Linked DNA regions of Mus musculus: regions 2 and 3 are each linked to region 1. A link is a contact called in public ChIA-PET and HiChIP or PLAC-seq data. All regions are on one chromosome and are shown on one strand. The core of a region is the stretch at or near the end of the contact, and the rest is flanking DNA. Distances in the headings are between cores, read along the strand shown. Region 1 has its middle 6.0 kb from the start of Gm39023. Region 2 has its middle 14 kb from the start of Gm20670. Region 3 overlaps Gm32633 (predicted gene, 32633).

Region 1 (2,681 bases), core at 77-2,576:
GAAACTGGAAAGAAGGTCATGGCTCCCAGGCAGTGGCTTGTGAAGGCAGATCTGGGTCTGCACTATAGAAGCTGCCTGGCATTCTGGGTCTGGTGGGCCAGGGTGGCAGTCTCCTGGTCTGCTTCATCTCAGAGCTTCTGCCACCTTTGAACGTTAAGGAATGGAGGCAGGGAGACTAATCTGAGACACAGCCTGATTGTGAGCCCGCTTTAGAAGGGGTCTGAGCCTGTATTCCTGCATACCTAAGACCCTATACTCTGGAGGGGAACATTTAGACAGGACATTCAAGGTTAGCTGGTGTGTACAGGCAAAAGAGTTACTGGGAACCATTGTAGCAGTTCTTGGTGGGAGAAGCCCTTGGGTTGCAGGGCTCAGGAGGAAAAGAAGACAGGCCTCGGGGATGGAGATGGAATTCAGGAGCCAGGGGGTCCCATACATGGCTGCATCAGCATCCTTTGGGCAGCTTGCTGAACACACATTCTGATTTTACAAACCCAGGAAGGAGCTACAGTGTTTCCTGGGTGCTGGGTGCTGCTTCTGACACTTAATGTTATAAACTAACTCTATGCCTTTTCCCTTTCTTTCAGGAAGAAAGAAAGGAGCGTGGGCAAGGCCAGTTGAGCCTGTTGGGTGTAGTTTGGGGTGGGGTGACCTTGACATGCCTCCTCCTAAAAAAAAAAAAAAAAACCAACAACAAAACAAAAAACAACCTCAGAACTGTTTTTGTTTGTTTGTTTGTTTGTTTTTGTTTGTCTGTTTTGTTTTAAGTACCCAGAGTGCCTATGGGCCTCTGACAAGGCTCTTTGTCCTGGACACCCCTTTGGCCTTGTTACAGTCTAATGGGCCTTCCTGGAAGTGGAGCTGGGTCCTTAGTCCTGTCCAGATGTCCCTGTCCTGGAGAGTGCCGGGCCAGGAGAGGGCAGGGTGAGGTGATTGCTAGGAAAGGAAGTACACCGGGTCACAGTCAGCCTCTTCAAGCCGATTTAGGAATGTCAGGAGGGGAGGGGAGGCAGGTACAGTGGAGGGGTTTCTGTTAGAGACTTTGGACCTCACGTGGAGGGCAGAGTGACCCAGGGGTTCCTCCCGGTCCCCACACGTGCGGTAGACGGCCCCTGTGGTCTTGCTGTATGGTTGTGGCAGGTAGTGTACCGAGCCCGAAAGCAGTTAGGGACAGGTGTTCAAGCCTACAGAGGCGTGCTGTGCCCTTCTTAGCCCGAGAGCGTAGGAGATGGGTACCGGATCTCAGAAGCAGAGGAACCCAACCCTTCTCCCTACAACAACCAAAGGGACTCAGCGGCTTTAAAACGGGCGGGGCCCCGTGACGTCATCTCTTGAGGGAGGAGCGAGCTGTTTCCCGGAGCCACTTCCCACCAGCTCTTCGGTGGTGGGTGGTTCCTGGGCCTGCTGCTAGTTTAGGGCAAAGTCTTGATTTTCTAGCTCCAAGAGCTACTAACAAATCACTTAACATCGTCAGGCACTCTTCTCTCATTTATGAAATAAATGCATTTGTTTATAACTCTAGAGGAGCTAACGTATGTGCAGTACAAGGCTGACCTTTGTGCACCTTTGACACCGTTTTAATTTTTAAAATTAAAATATTCTCCGTGTATGGGTGTTTTGCCCGCAAGCGTGTCTGTTGCCAACTAAGGGTACTTGATCTTTCCGAACCGGAGTGACAGACGGTTTTGAGCCATCTTTTCTGGGATACGACTAATGTTCTCTGGAAGCAATCAGTGCCCTTAATTGGCATCTCTCCAGTCCTATCACCATTTTTTTATGGACCGTATCTAGTGGCCAGCATCTCCTGGCAATCCTGAATGCCGACGGATGAGGGTTGCAGATGGAGTAGAAGGACGCAGAGCACATGAGCAGGTGTGGAGTCTGTCGACTTCTAAAGTGACGAGGTCTCATCCCCTCCATTTCTCCCATCTTTCTGGGGTGGACCTCAGCCTGAGGAGCTAGGGCAAACTAGCCTTCTGAGGAAAGCATCACCTTGGTGCTGTTCTCTTGGCTGACCTCAAGTTTTCCTCCATCTGCGTAGTACCAGTGGGCCCGGGAGCCCATAATTAGACTAATGAGGTGTCTGTTGCACACACGTCTGTGCCTAGGCTCCACTCTGATGGCTACCCAGTAATTTGCCTGATCTCTCGGATAAGTCCTTTGCCTGGACAGGTTCCCACCACAAAGTGCCCCATCTCAGGGTGGAGCCTGTAATTGCTGCTGCTTTGCACGCTCTCTATTTTCCCACCTGCCTATGGCCCTGAGAGTCCTCAGGGGCCCGCCATCACATCAGGGGAACCCACTAAGCCAAGGGACGGGGCTGTGCAGGAGATGTAATAGACCATATGAACTGTCTGCTGTTTGAAGGCATGGTGGAAGAGGCAGCCAAACCTAGCCAGCTGTTGACCTTTTGGTACTGTGAAAGGAGTGGTGGGTATCTGGGAGATGCTCTGTCTGTGGGTCTGTCCCTCAGTGTTCATCCATGCTCATTTACAGTACCTTGTTCCAGGGCTTTGGGGCCTTTGTCGCTTCTAGATCTCTCTAAACACCTTGGTTTTTGAGCCGCAGCACCACAACCACAGCCTGCGAAGAGTGTGTGTTGGTGTTAGAACAGGACCATTGGCCCTGGAGAGTCTAAGTAGGAGGCTAAGGCTGCCTGTGGCTTACAAATAAGAGGCGGT
Region 2 (2,681 bases), core at 127-2,626, 180 kb before region 1:
ATGACCCACTCCCTCTCCTCTGGGACTCTGGAGCTCTAAGAGCTGAGCCCTGGGCTCTCTCTAGGCTCTGCTGCTTCACCTACCTGGCCCCTTCATGACATCCTCCTGTTGTTGTTTTAAGGGTCAAGTCTCCTAAGTCTCAAAGGTGCCTAAGGATTTTTAATTTATTCATCTACTGACTAGAAAGGAGACAGAAGGTTTGGTTGGGTAGGAAATGTACCTGAGTTTGAGGTCAGACCTGTCTCAAATGGGGAAAGGTTAGGCAGACAGCCCAATAGTTCAGCAGATAATGGCACAGGTCAAGAAACATCAGTTTCCACATGATGGAAAGACAGGATCAACTCCTGCAAGTTGTCCTTTGACTTCCACACATATGCCATAGCATGTTCTTGTCTCACTCTGTCCCCTACGAACTGTGCAAGTTTCTTTCCTTGTGATCAAAATACCTGGCAAAAAGCTGCTTAAGAGAAGATTCATTCTGACTTAAAAGTTGAAAGGACAGTTATCAGGAAGGTGTGGCAACTGGAGTGTCAGGTGACTGGTCACATTGTTTTCTCAGACAAGGAGCAGGGCCAGGCAGTGAAACCTGAATGCATGTCCCTAAAGGTTCCACCATGTTCTAAGAGAGTGCCCACAGCTGGGGACCAATAGTTCAACCATGAGCCTATGAGAGAAGCCTGCATTCACACACCAGCAGAGCCCACATGGAGGATGCCGTGGGATTCTTTCTGCTTGAGGGACACTACTCTCCCTCCCTCCGTGACTTGATAGCATCACATTGAATGCAGTTGTTTTCTCATGGAAAGCAGACAAGACCCAAAAGATGCTATCCCAACAGCAGAGAGGCCCAGGGTGACTCTGGAGCAGATGGGGTAAGGAGACACAGATTGCCTCGCATTTTACTTAAAAGCGAACCCTTTCCCCCCCAGGAATGGCAGCTGAGCTCCTTGCCCTGGCTCAAGTATAAAGAGCAAACCCACTTTTCTGGAAAGTGTGGCCACACCCTCCCTCCGGACACGGTACATGGGAAAGCCTTTCTTCTCCATTTCAAATGACCCTGTTTCTCCTTTTTTTAGATGCAAATGTTTATTTGGTCTGACTTTGAAATACCTCAGTGCAGCTGAAATAATTTAAGGCAGCCCTGCAAGAGACAACCACTTCCTGACCTTCTAACATGAGAGCCATGGCTGGGACCACAGAAGGGAATGCTCAGACACCTGAAGTGCAGTCTGGGCCCTGCCCTCCAGGGCCCTGCTTGTCCTGTAGACAGGATGGGCACTGTGCTGGAAAACTGCTGTGGCTACACAGACCGGCAGGGCTCAGGGAGAGTTCGTGTTGATAGGGAACCTTATATCTGCTGGCCACCCCCATGTGGGACTCACCTTTCAGGGCTTAGCTGTGCACTTTACCCCACATCCTAGAGGCACAGGATGTGCTCAGATCTGTGGCAGGAAATGACATAAAAAACACTGTGAGGACTAAATTCATGAACCAGCAACAGGGACAGTATCCAGGACCCCAGATACCTGAACCCACAGAGGCGTGTGTTTCTTCTGGGAAACAGCATCGTGTTTTCATAGAACCCAAGAGCATTCTACAGCACACTTAAAGTGATCTCTAAATGACACAACACCTAAATGTAAACAGCTCTGTTACACTGGAGGGCTGTTCCGTACAAGTATAGTTCCCCCTCTGGACCTGTGATGGGGAAATGGAGGCCAGCTATACGTAGAAAATAGGAGATGGGTGTGAATGAGGGTGACTGGCCGTAAATGGTGGTGCCAGATGATTTGAAAACTGGTGTGGGTCTTACAGACTCCGCTAATGTCAAGGGCTGACACAGTGGTACCCTATTTGTAGGTGAAAAACTGAAATGTTCTGCCTAGAACTGGGAGAGGGTGGTTAGGCAACATGCCTCCTTGCCGAGCTCCTGCAGCGGACGATCAGATAGGCACACACAACAGATGCTGTGGGGATATGGAAGTAGAGAATAGGGTTCACCCTGCACAGAAAGGCAACACAGTGATGAACAACTGGCCCACCATTAGAGAAAATACAAATGAACCTCTTAGGAGCCAAAATAAATCCCAAAGAGACCCCAATAGATCAAAGACATAAATGGAAAAAGACATGGACCATAGAGTAATGGAAGCAAATTTTTTAAATGTATAACGTTGGGGCTTTTTATTATGTTATCTCAAAGCCATAAATAGCATCATTGATTTCTTCTATCAGGCAAAAGCCAGCTATTATTGCATGGCAGAAAGTGTCCTGATTAAAGTTAAAAGGCAAGTCGTAAAAAAAGGAAAACAAGCTAAAAAACCAATATGCTATCTCCTTCCTGAGGATAGAGTCACCATGCAGGACAGGGAATAGCAAGATACATGTGTGTCTGTCATAGACAAGTGTCCTCTGCATAAAAATGCCTGTAGCTGACGTCATCGCTACAAATCGATAAGACAGAAATCCAAGCGTGGAGCTAGAAAATGGACAGTAGAGAGAAATCCTTGCCCAAAAGGAAAATTCCTCTGCACTTTTAAAAAATATGCTTACTCTAATCACAATAAGGAAAAAAAATGCAAAAAGATACATTAGTGAGATCCTGTTCCAACCAGCAAGCTGGGTAGCTGCTGTGGAAGGGTAGTGTGTGGTCCCGAATCTTGGGCACTTGGGCAGGTGAT
Region 3 (2,681 bases), core at 124-2,623, 150 kb before region 1:
CTCCCTGCCTGCGACTCCCTGCCTACCGAGGCTCAGGGAACTTTGTGAAAGAAGGGGTTGAAGGAATCTAAGAGCTAGCAGATAAGGAGGTATGCTGTGAAGTGCTGTCATCTCTACACAGCATGGCACTGCACCTATGAGCTCTCTGCCATGATAGCTATCTGCACAAGATCAGTCAACTCTGTGTGTGTGTGTGTGTGTGTGTGTATCTTTGTGTATGTGCCTGTGTGTGTGTGTGTGTATCTCTATGTGTGTATGTGTCTGTGTATATATGTATCTGTGTGCCTGTGTACATGTGTGCCTGTGTGTGTCTCTCTCTGTGTGTATGTATCTCTGTGTGTATGTCTGTGTATGTCCATGTATATCTGTGCCTATGTGTATCTGTGTGTGTGTTTCTGTGTGTATCTGTGTCTGTGCATATGACTGTGCATCGTGTGTGTGTGTGTGTGAGCAAGTGTGTGTGTGTGTGTGTATAAAAAGTGAGTGAGAAAGAGAGCACATTCTGTAGGAAGGGAATGCTGGGAGGTACCTTGTAGAAGTGGGAGAGAAGGGAAGAAGACCTGGGAGTGGGTCTGATCAAGACACATTGTTTATATGTACAGATTTTCAAAGGATGAAAGTTTTTTGGTTTTTGGTTTTTTGCTTTTTTTTTTTTTTTTTTTTTGGTTTTTCGAGACAGGGTTTCTCTGTATAGCCCTGGCTGTCCTGGAACTCACTCTGTAGACCAGGCTGGCCTCGAACTCAGAAATCTACCTGCCTCTGCCTCTCAAGTGCTGGGATTAAAGTCATGCGCCACCACTGCCCAGCGAAAGATATTCTTTATAGAGACAGGGAGAGAAGAATTTTTCTCAAATAAGCTACAAAGTGAAAACCCACATTTGTGATTTTCCTCTGACCTTCCCAGGCATGTCCTGCCATGTGCCGTATGTGCCCACGTGCACACAGGCACAGACACAAACACGCACGCACACATTCACACTGAGAACAATAAAAGGGAGGGGGTAGATCCCTCAGCCCTTCCACCATCCGAAGACTCTGAGACAAGCACCAACTACAAAACAGGAAGCCTACAGTAGAATCATCGCTCACCAGTGCCCCAGGCCCCAGCAGTGTGCAGGTTAAATCCCTGCTGTTTATAAGTTAAGTTAAGCTGGGTGGGGTCTGAGATAGTCTGTCGCAGTAGCACCAATTACCCAAGACATGGGTATGTGCTCTTCCTACCCTAGCAGCAGAAGCACACACACACACACACACACACACACACACACACACACACACACAGCCTTCTTCCTTTGCTTCTCCAGCCCTCTCCTCTCAGCAACTCTTTCATCATCCGGCCTCCGCACTCTCTCTGTAGCCAGTTCCCATGTGAGGCAATCGGGCACTGACTGTTTTTCCTGAGCAGACACATACTGACTGACTCAGGGAACAGACCACAGAGCTGGATCTCTGCGGCTGGGCTCGCTCTTCTCCTCTTTGACCATGCACGTGGAGATGAACTCATTGACCATGGGAAACGAGGCACTGGGTAGTCCTTTGATTATTACCTACAGTTGCTCGGGCAGAAGTACCAGAAAAGGCGAGGCTTCGGGACAGGAAGTTGCCACTGTATTCAAATGTTATGGTAAAGCTGGTGTCTGTGAAGATTGTGTGGGCGACTTCTGACTTCCCTCTAAGAAACTGTGAAGGAAAGATAAAGAGGGCAATGACCAAAGCAACAGCAACAGTGAGGAAGGGGAGGAAAGGAGAGAAAAGGAGAAAAGAAAGAAAAGCAAACAGAGGTGACCATAGTAAAATTAGAAACTCATGTTTAAAGATTTATTAATAGATTAAAAGCTGAGGCTGGGGAGAAGGCTTGGTGATAAAGTGCCTGCTCTCTGTGTGAGGATCTTAGTTTAGTTCCTCAGTTCCCACAGAAAAAGCCAGGGCTGGTGGTTGTGTATGTAGCACGGCCTCAGATGTCAGAGTCAGAACCAGATGGAGCCCCTGGGCTTACTGGGAAGTCTGTCCATCTGAAAAAGTGAACTACAGGTAAGTGAGAGAAGCCATCTCAAAAATCAAAGTAAGGAGCTACAGGGAAAGACACCTAACATTGACCTCTGGCCTCCATATGGCGTGCATGGGCCACTATACCATATAGACCAAGAAAGAAGGAAAGGAAGGAGGAAGGGAGGGAAGGAATGAGGGAGGAAAGGAGAAAGGGAGGGAGGGAGGGAGAAAGGAAGAAAAGAAGGACAGAAGAATGGAAGGAAGGAGAGAAGGAAGAAGGCATGCATACATGTACAACTTGGGGGCGTGTAGAATATTTACAAAACACATCCAAATAAAGGGCTGATGTCTACAATATGTAAAGAGGTCTTTAGAATCAATAAGAAGATTGTAGAAAAGCTGAGGACACAGTTGAGTGGTAAAGCACTCACTTGGCATAAATGAAGTCTTGGGTTTGGGCCCAGAACCATAAAAGGGAGTGGAGAAGCAAATACTTCAACGGGGAAAGAAAACATTAAAGGCTTAAGTGGAAACTTCATGAAAGAACATCTCTGAATGGCTAACAAATCTGATAGGGAACTCAACCCCATTTCTTCAAGGAAGAATTTAAACTACAGTGTATCATCGTGAGACCATCTCATCCACAACACTTCATGAAAAGAGAGTCAGGCAAAAGCACATGCTGGCAAGGA

Evidence for each region. ChIA-PET counts read pairs in DNA pulled down with a chosen protein or histone mark. HiChIP or PLAC-seq counts read pairs in DNA pulled down with a chosen protein or histone mark.
Region 2: an RNA polymerase II ChIA-PET map of effector CD8 T cells shows a contact between it and region 1, with 10 read pairs. The contact joins two enhancer-like sites. A contact is called at or near these places in 27 of 484 Hi-C or Micro-C datasets (B cells, CD4 T cells, CD8 T cells and 20 more) and 9 of 115 datasets of contacts at active chromatin or transcription factors (T-cell acute lymphoblastic leukemia, bone marrow-derived macrophages, effector CD8 T cells and 4 more).
Region 3: a contact with region 1 is called in an H3K27ac HiChIP or PLAC-seq map of thymic regulatory T cells, with 5 times the contacts expected there. The contact joins two enhancer-like sites. A contact is called at or near these places in 2 of 15 datasets of contacts at CTCF or cohesin (large pre-B cells and pro-B cells), 13 of 484 Hi-C or Micro-C datasets (B cells, CD4 T cells, CD8 T cells and 9 more), 5 of 115 datasets of contacts at active chromatin or transcription factors (bone marrow-derived macrophages, embryonic stem cells, large pre-B cells and 1 more) and 1 of 9 other capture datasets (embryonic stem cells).

What each region holds. Positions count from the first base shown.
Region 1 is chr7:63,857,311-63,859,991 of GRCm38.p6, reverse strand. No RefSeq gene overlaps it. Among named protein-coding and RNA genes, the nearest start is that of Gm39023, 6.0 kb to the right of the region's middle. Within about 2 kb of position 1,326, at least 232 of the 459 cell types and tissues checked have an H3K27ac peak or open chromatin away from gene starts, as enhancers often do. A contact at or near this core is called in B cells, CD8 T cells, Th1 cells and 8 more, where this site is marked.
Region 2 is chr7:64,041,781-64,044,461 of GRCm38.p6, reverse strand. No RefSeq gene overlaps it. Among named protein-coding and RNA genes, the nearest start is that of Gm20670, 14 kb to the left of the region's middle. Within about 2 kb of position 1,376, at least 81 of the 459 cell types and tissues checked have an H3K27ac peak or open chromatin away from gene starts, as enhancers often do. A contact at or near this core is called in B cells, CD8 T cells, Th1 cells and 3 more, where this site is marked.
Region 3 is chr7:64,010,648-64,013,328 of GRCm38.p6, reverse strand. It overlaps Gm32633 (predicted gene, 32633), which reads right to left. Exons shown (of 6, transcript NR_169109.1): 4 at 1,548-1,680. Among named protein-coding and RNA genes, the nearest start is that of Gm32633, 25 kb to the right of the region's middle. Within about 2 kb of position 1,373, at least 172 of the 459 cell types and tissues checked have an H3K27ac peak or open chromatin away from gene starts, as enhancers often do. A contact at or near this core is called in B cells, CD8 T cells, Th2 cells and 4 more, where this site is marked.